Linked DNA regions of Sus scrofa: all the other regions are linked to region 3. Evidence: chromatin contacts called from public Hi-C data. All regions are on one chromosome and are shown on one strand. The core of a region is the stretch at or near the end of the contact, and the rest is flanking DNA. Distances in the headings are between cores, read along the strand shown. Region 1 holds the start of ZBTB7A (zinc finger and BTB domain-containing protein 7A). Region 2 holds the start of PLIN4 (perilipin-4). Region 3 holds the start of CCDC94 (coiled-coil domain-containing protein 94).

Evidence for each region. Hi-C and Micro-C count contacts between places; a contact is called where the count stands out from the background.
Region 1: a contact with region 3 is called in a Hi-C map of liver, with 2.4 times the contacts expected there. The contact joins the promoter of ZBTB7A here to the promoter of CCDC94 in region 3. A contact is called at or near these places in 2 of 47 Hi-C or Micro-C datasets (liver and skeletal muscle).
Region 2: a contact with region 3 is called in a Hi-C map of fetal skeletal muscle, with 2.5 times the contacts expected there. The contact joins the promoter of PLIN4 here to the promoter of CCDC94 in region 3. A contact is called at or near these places in 2 of 47 Hi-C or Micro-C datasets (fetal skeletal muscle and heart right ventricle).

The regions. Positions count from the first base shown.
Region 1 is chr2:74,677,041-74,679,740 of Sscrofa11.1, reverse strand. ZBTB7A (zinc finger and BTB domain-containing protein 7A) reads right to left here and starts at 1,448. Exons shown (of 3, transcript XM_003354008.4): 1 at 1,029-1,448. LOC110259362 (vegetative cell wall protein gp1-like) reads right to left here. Exons shown (of 2, transcript XM_021084088.1): 1 at 1,488-2,700; 2 at 1,099-1,190. The coding sequence starts at 2,374. The coding sequence ends at 1,118. It overlaps LOC110259661 (basic proline-rich protein-like), which reads left to right. Exons shown (of 4, transcript XM_021085143.1): 2 at 1-73; 3 at 189-428; 4 at 535-604. The coding sequence ends at 604.
Region 2 is chr2:74,317,324-74,320,023 of Sscrofa11.1, reverse strand. PLIN4 (perilipin-4) reads right to left here and starts at 1,400. Exons shown (of 8, transcript XM_021084054.1): 1 at 1,291-1,400; 2 at 1,100-1,167; 3 at 444-591. The coding sequence starts at 1,150.
Region 3 is chr2:74,526,916-74,529,615 of Sscrofa11.1, reverse strand. It overlaps CCDC94 (coiled-coil domain-containing protein 94), which reads left to right and starts at 1,283. Exons shown (of 8, transcript XM_013994769.2): 1 at 1,283-1,416. The coding sequence starts at 1,393.

The sequences.
Region 1 (2,700 bases), core at 199-2,698, 150 kb before region 3:
CTAGGCCGCTCATCCCCGGACTCCCCTGCACCGCGCGGCCGCCTGGGCCGCCGCCCTCCCCAGGGAGCGCGGGGTGGGTGACCCCCCCCGGGACGGGGGGCTGAGGGGAGGGGGGCTGGGGACGGTTACACAACCAAGGCGGGGAGGGGCCCCGGGGCGGGGAGGGGGACGGCCCGCGGGCCGCGCAGCCGGAAGCCGGGGACCGCCACCGGCCCCCGGCAAGGGGAGCCCGGCTCCAGGCCCCGCCTCCGGGCCGGCAGGCCCCGCCTCCGGGCCGCGCCGCGCGATCAGCCCGCGCTCATTGGCTCGCTAGCCCGCCACTCACCGCCCCTCCTCCGCACCGCCCCTACCCGCGGGCCGCGGCGGGACGGCGGCGCGGCGCACCCTGGGACTTGTAGTCCGAGCAGCCTGCCACCTGCCAGCTGCAAGCGCGGGGGGACTACGACGCCCAGAGGCCCCAGCGGCCGCGCCCGCCCACCCGGACACCCCACCCCTTCCCCCTCCTTTGCAAAGCCCCCCTCCCTGTTTTTTCAGCCCCCTCCCCCCCATCCCCCATGGAGCTCAATCCTGGCCAACTCCAACGTATGCACGCAGCACCGAATAGGCCCCCGGGGGGCGAGAGCGCCCCCAGTACCCAGCTGCAAACTTAGCACGCGACGCGCCCCCCTATCTCCCCACGCCGGCTCCCCCCACCCTCAATGCAGCCCCGCTTCCCCTCCCCCTCTCCTCGCGCTCCTGGGAGCCCCGAAAAAACCATGCACCAGGGGGGTCGGGGGGGGGCGGCCGGCGCACAAGCCTATGCACTTCGCCCCTAATACCCCTTCCCTGGCGGCGCCCCCTCCCCGCGCTCGGGATCCAGGGCGCCTCCAGCCTCCCGGCAGCTGCCAGCCACCCCCTCCTCTGAAACTTGCGGAACGTCCCTGGCTCCCGGGATCGCCCCTTCTGGCGAGGGCAAAGGTGGGCGCAGAGACCCCAGCCCTTCCCCACCCTGCACCCCATGCTGGGGGCCGCGCCGTGCGCTGACTTACCTCGCGGGGCCGGGCCGGGCCGGGGCGCGCGGGGCCGGGGCCCGGAGTTGGGACTGGGCTCCTCGGCCGCTCGCCTCTGGGGTCCGCGTCTAGCTCTCCCCTCGCTGGCTCTCCCCTCTTCGCTCCCTCGCTCCGGCGGCGGCGTCACTGCCCCTACAGTAACTGTACAGTACAGCCAAAGCCCCGTATGATGCTCGCGACTCCCTTCCTGGTTTCTCCGAGGGCAAGAGGGGTCCTCCCTTGTCTTAAAGGTGCCGCAGCCGCCGGCCCCCCCCACGCCCAGCCCGCCCCCCCACCCCGGCCTCAGAGGCCAGAACAGGCTCGGCAGGTCCCCTCTTGCCACGTCTCTGCCCTCCCGTGGGGCTTCGCCCGCTGCGCCGGAGAAACCGGGCTGTTATTAGGTTTTGTCAAGTTGAGGGGGGGTCCAGCCCGCCCCCGGCGCGCCCCCCCTCTTCTGACCTCTCCGCCCCGCTGCGCGGCGCCGTGCCAGCCTGCCAGCTTATCTGTCCCCAGAGCTCCCCGGGGCGCGGGGGGAGCGGGCCCCCCGGGTGGAGGGGGTGGGGGACTCCAGATAAACAGGCCCCCAGCCTCCACGCAGAGGCGGGTGCGGGGGGGGGCGCGGGCTTTGCCCCCGACGCCTGGGGCGTGGCAGGATGGCAGCGGGGGCGGGGAGGGCTATGCGCACTGCGAGGACCGACGCGGGCGTGGGTCGCGGCTGCCCGGGCTGCTGGGGGTGGGTGGGGGGCGAGGGGTGGAGACTGCGGGCCGGACGCCGGCCCTCCCCGGGCCTCAGTTTGTCCAGCTGCGGAAGGGACCTGGGGGCGGGCTTTGGGTTGACGGCTCGGGTCCGCTGGGCTCCCGGGTCTGTAAATGAAACAGCCAACCTGCCCGCCTGCGATTATGTAAAGGAGTCGCCTCTGCCCGCTGCGCCAGGGGCGTAGCGGGGGAAGGGGTTGGCTAGGGGCGGGCTGGGCTGTTGTTTTCCCGGCTTTCCGAGTTCCCCCACCCAACTGCGGGCCACTGGGCGGGACGGAGACCCGGCACCGGACGCTTAGGTCCCGCGGTTCGTTCCCGCAAGGGTCTGCATGGCTTGGGAGGGGCGAAGGTGGGGAGTGGGGAGGCGTTGGCTCAGCCCAACTTTTTTTCCCTGTCCATTTCTCCCACTTCCTCCCCGGTCGTGGGAGAGGTCCGGCGGGGGACGGGGGAGGGGGAAGAGGGGACGAGCAGTGAGAACTGCCTGACCCGCCCCGGCCAACTGCCCGCTGCACACAGTAGGCGCTGGGGGAGGGCTCTCTGGTGCAATCAGCCCCCTGGGGATCTCTGAGCCTCAGTTTCCCTGTCTGCATTCCCTCGGTCGGAGAAGGCTGGCACCTGCTTCGGCGTCGTTTGCTGAGCGCTTCTCGAGTGGCTGGCTCTGTCCGGGGTCCTGTTTACCTCCATTCTAACATCTAATGCCATTATCATGATCATTATTTATTGTTATTATCATTTTTACCACCATTACCTTACAGGCAGGAAACTTCCACTGCCGTGGGTGAAATGTACCCCGTCTGTCCTTCTGTGACTTCAAAGCTTTCCTGCACTTCATTGCCTCTTCACACACGTATTAAAAGTGCCTTTCAACTCCCAAACGGGTTGGATTGGCTTTTGTAATAGTAATTTGGCTTCAAGG
Region 2 (2,700 bases), core at 151-2,650, 210 kb after region 3:
TGTGTGCATTGGGGCTGGGGCTGCCCCAAGCACCTTGGCTGAGCATGAGCAGTTGGAGAGAGGGGAGCCCCCCAGGCTGTGTGACCCTAGGGAAGCCACTGCTCCTCTCTGAAACCAAGATCAAAATCTTTGATGAACTTAGACATGCAGAATGCCCAGTCCCTGGTCCTCTGGGCATCTGAAACGAGGTGAGGGAAGGTGGAGGAGGGGTTGAGAATGCGGGAGGAGGCGTTGCCGCGTCCACACCCCCAGGCTTGCTGGCTGTACTGCCTTGGGCCACTCACCTTCCTTGTTTATACCTCGGTTCCCTCTGGCACTAAAGGAGTGTGCCAGCCTTGTAGGGTCTCTTGAGATGCCGCAGGTGCTTACAAAGTGTTCCCAAGAAGTCCCAGTGCTGGGGTCCACCCCCAGAGCCCCTGCCTCCCATGGAGCTGGCCACTCACCCTGAGCCTGGGGCTGGGTGGCCTCAGGGGCTGGAGCGCCTGCGGTATCGGCGGCTGGCCGAGCCTCTCTCGCTGAGCTGTGGGCGTTGGCCACTAGGTTCCGGGCAGAACTGAAGCCAGGCAGGGACCCAAAGAAGCTGCTCAGGGTCTGCATGGGGTAGGGGACAACGTGAGTAGGGCCAGGCTGTGGCGGAGGCAGCATGAGGGGAGCATCAGATGGGCCTGGCTTCCCAAACCGCCTTGGGCCCTTGCTCCGGAGTGACCTCAGGAAAGCATCCCAGCCCCTCTGGGCCTCGGTTTCCTCACCTGGGCAATGGGCAGATTCAGCCTGCCTCCCGTGGACATAGGAAAAAACTCATCCTCTGAATCTCCAAAGACCTGTTCCTTCCACGGCCCATGTTTTACAAATGGGGAAACTGAGGCCCAGGGAGGGGCTGAGGTAACCCAGCGGTGGGGGGAAGCTGAGGTTTGCTTCATCCCCCCACCCCCACCCTCCGGCTTGGGACGGGAAGGAAGATTGGCCCCATGGCCCTCAGAGCCCTCCCACCCCACCCAGGAAGCCCCTCCAGCCCCCAGGATGTGGAGGTCACCTTTCTATGGATCTGGGGGCTCTCCAGGCCCCATCTGGAGTCTTTCCTTCCCAAGCCTGCCCTCACCTTGCCCTTGGGTTTGGGGGCCTCCCGGCCTCCTTCTTCTTGTGCAGACATGGTAATCCTCTAAGTGGCTGGAAGGAGGCAGAGAGGGTGTGTGAACAGGGGCTCCTGGGCCTCCTGCCCCCACCCCTAACCCCAAGCAGTCCCCTGAAACCCACCTGCCTGCAGGCTAGTCTCACCCCGACAATGCTCACCTGGACCGTGTGAGGGTCTCCTGGAGTGACGAGTGGCGCAGCTGGCAGCTGGCTTTGCTCTCAGCTCCCTGGCCTTATAGGGTCTGGGGCGGTGCAGGCTTGGCTGGCAGAGGCAGGCAGCCAGTGGGCCGGGGGAGGGCCCTGGACAGTCACGTGCTTGCCTGCCAGGCCCGGCGTGGGCCCTGGGCCCAGCACCTTTCCCCTGCTCTCAGCACTGAGCAGCCTCTGCCCGTGGCACCTGCCCTAACCAGGCTGAATGATTCATGGGCAATCCTCTACCCCCAAGGCACAGCCCACATACTCTCTTGGCCTCTGTGATAGGCATGGTTCTTATCTCCACTCTGCCCTCCCTCCTTCTCTCCCCCTCACTCACTGTGCTTTGGCCACACAGGCCTCCTCTCTGTTCCTCCAAATCTCCAGGCCTGGAGCTGCCGCAGGGCCTTTGCACCTGCTGTTCCCTCTGTTGTTCCTCCCCCCACACACACACAGCCTCCTCCCACACCTCCACCAGGTCCATCTTTTGTTCCCTTTTATGTCCCCAGCCATAGAACAATCCCTGGCACTCAGTTGGTACTTAATAAATGTTTGGCTAAATGGACCATAGGGTGATTGTGAGCGTGAAATAAGGTCAAGCATGTGCCCTGTTTACCCCAGTGTTTGGTACCCAGCAGGTGCTCAACAAATAGCAGCTTAGCACTGCCCAGGCAGAAAGTGAGGAGCAGCATCTGTCCTGAGCAGAGAAGGGGATGTCACTTTCCTGAAGGGACCTGCCTTGAGAAAGGGCCGAAATACAGACCAAGACAGGGTACCAACAGAACTAGGGGTGCCTTAGGAATGAGATCCAGTCCTGGTGGGCTGGGGCCAACCCAGGGTGGCTTCCTGGAAGAGGTAACCAGTGCCTGACACCATAGAGCTGGGAAACAGCAGGGACAGGAATTGAACCCAGCCCCAGAGCCTGAGCCTGTGTGCCAAGCAGGCTGTCTATGGGTAGGGGTACAGGCAAGTAGAAAAATAACCAGCTGTGCCCTCCCTGAATGCCCCCAGCCTGCCCCTGGCCAGGGAGCCCAGCTATGGGCTGGTGGGGCTGACAGGACAGGAGGACAGTTGGTGGCCCTGGGCTGTAAGCCGGGAGGAGGGAGGGTCCAGCCGCTGTGATGACCCCTGGATGGTTTCCTTGGAGCTATCACTCTGTTTACCAAACAGTTGGGGAACAAAGCAGGGGTGTCTCCCGAAGTCTCTTCTCCAGCCAATGCTTCCCAAAGGTGGCGGGCAGTGGCCAGTGGGAGAGGGGTTGGGGAGGTTGGGAAACCCTGGGAGCGCCTCTCACCTCCCCACAGGGCCGCCACAGCACAGCAAGGAGGGAGAAACCCAGCAAAAATCATAAAAATGACCATAAACATCAAATCAGCT
Region 3 (2,700 bases), core at 34-2,533:
GCTAGGGAAGGGATGGCCTCTTTAGAAAGATGAACACAGGAGTTCCCGTCGTGGCGCAGTGGTTAACGAATCCGACTAGGAACCATGAAGTTGCGGGTTCGGTCCCTGCCCTTGCTCAGTGGGTTAACGATCCGGCGTTGCCGTGAGCTGTGGTGTAGGTCGCAGACGCGGCTTGGATCTCGCGTTGCTGTGGCGTAGGCCGGTGGCTACAGCTCTGATTCGACCCCTAGCCTGGGAACCTCCATATGCTGCGGGAGCGGCCCAAAAAATAGCAACAACAACAACAAAAGACAAAAAGACAAAAAAAAAAAAAAAAAAAGAAAGATGAACACAGAGGCAAGCAATAGGGAGACATAAGGGAGTAAATATGTGTGTAGGAGGGAAGACTGGCTGTAGTACAATGGGATCAGTGGCATCTCTGAAGCACCAGGATGCAGGTTCAACCCTTGGGCCTCCACAGTGGGTTAAGGATCCTTCATCGCCACAGCTGAGGAACAGATCGCAGCTGTGGCTCCCATTCAATCCCTAGCCCAGGAACTTCCACATGCTGCTGGTGTGGCATGGGAAATAACAAATAGGAGTTCCTGTTGTGGCTCAGTGGTAACGAATCCGACCAGTATCCATAAGGATGTGGGTTCGATCCCTGGCCCCACTCAGTGGGTTAAGGATCCAGCATTGCCATGAGTTGAGGTGTAGGTCGCAGACAATGCTGGGATCTGGCGTTGCTGTGGTGAAGGCCGGCTGTTGCAGCTCGGATTGGACCCCAGGCCTGGGAAGTCCATATGCCTCAGGTGCGGCCCTTAAAAAACCAAAAAGAGGAGTTCCTGTTGTGACGCAGCAGAAACGAATCTGACTAATAGCCTTGAGGTTTCAGGTTCCATCCCTGGCCTCCCTCAGTGGGTTAAGGATCTGGCATGGCTGTGAGCTGTGGTGTAGGTCGCAGACGCGGCTTGGATCCTGCGTTGCTGTGGCTGTGGTGTAGGCCAGCAGCTGTAGCTCCGACCTGACCCCTAGCCTGTGAACTATATGCCGCGGGTGCGGCGCTAGGAAGAAAACCAAAAAAACAAAAACGAAAACAGGGAATGCCGTGACCGGCAGCCCCATCGCCTCTAGGGGGCGCAACGCCTCCTTGAAATTTCAAATCCTGACCAACGCCGGAACCTCTGATGAGCGCCCCCAGGGTTGCAACCAGGGAGGGAAGACCGAGGGACTCGGATGTTGACAGGCGGAAGCTGGAGCCAATGATAAAGGCAAGCTGTATATGCTGCAGCCAATAACAGCGGCTGAAGGAGTGGCGTAAGCGGAAATACAAAGGACAGACGGTCGGGAAAGTTCGATAAGCACCGAGCCTAACCAGTACTCTCGTGCTTGTGAGAAGACTAGGAGGCAAAGATGTCGGAGCGAAAAGTTTTAAACGTAAGTGTTGGGCGACTAAGGCTTTCCACCAGTGGTGGGACCTCTCGTAGCCAACGGAAGTGGGCTAATTATACTCTTCTAGTGGGACCTTTGCCTTCTTCCCAACGGTCTGCACACTCCTCCCAATCACCTTCCGCGGAGGGTGGGCCTTCAGCTAAACCTCATCCTGGAGCCTGGAGTGTACCCCATCACCTTTGGGGGCGGAGCTTGGGCGTATTTACCAGATCTCTTCTCCTGATTGGATCTTCTGAAGGGAATTATCCAATCACTTTCCTTGGGGCGGAGCTATTTTAAAATCGTGGTATTTCAGCTCTAAGCACCGCCGGCAGGGGGTCTATTTTAGCCAGTTCTGATCTTTGGGAAGGGTTAGGCTTATCTAAATTCAGCGTGCGGCTGGAGACCTTTCCAGTTGCCTTAAGTCTGCCAGCTCTTTTGGGGAAAAAAAAAATCATTCCCTAACAGAACTGGTGTGTGTGTTGAGGGGGGCGGGGTCTGGAAAGCAGCATTCAGCTTCTAGAGAAGAAAACTCCGGAATTCTGAGTCCCTGTCCCCCACCGTCTAAGAGGGTGTGTGCTCCCAGGTAAGGAGTGAGCTCACCGGCCTGGGAGTGTGTAAACCCAGGATGTCAGGAAGGAGTAGAGAAGAGACCTCCAGACTGATGGCTCCGAGCCCAGGTTTCCAAGGTCAGTTTGATGTCTCTTTCCCTAACTCGGTGCTCTAATCTTTTAAACACCTGTGGTAAGAATCCAGCCACTGGAGTTTCTGTTGCAGCTCAGCGGCTTAAGAACCCAGCTAGTGTGCATGAGGATGCGGGTTTGATCCCTGGCTTCACTCAGTGGGTTAAGGATCCGGCATTGCTGCAAGCTGCGGCGTAGATGAAGGATGCGGCACAGATCGCAGATACAGCTCTGATTTGGCAGCTGCAGCTAGGATTTGACCCTTAGCGCAGGAACCCCCATATGCTACAGGTTTGGCACTAAAAAAAAAAAGAAAGAAAGAAAAAGAAAAATCCAGCCCCAGTCACCTCACATTCCAGGACTTCATATGGGTGAAAGTTCTTCCATCCTGAGGATCTAGCTGGGAGGCCATCTATTCCCATAACTTTCTGGTAAATACTTGTGTTTGCCAGGTACTGCTCTAAGTGCCATATTCACGAAGTCCTTGCAGGTGAACAAGTTATCCCTCCATCAGATGAGGAAACTCAGGCCCAGAGAGATTATGTAATAGCCAGAGAGTGGTGGAGTCAAACCCAGTACCCCCAGCTCTGTAATGTGTGCTCTTAAT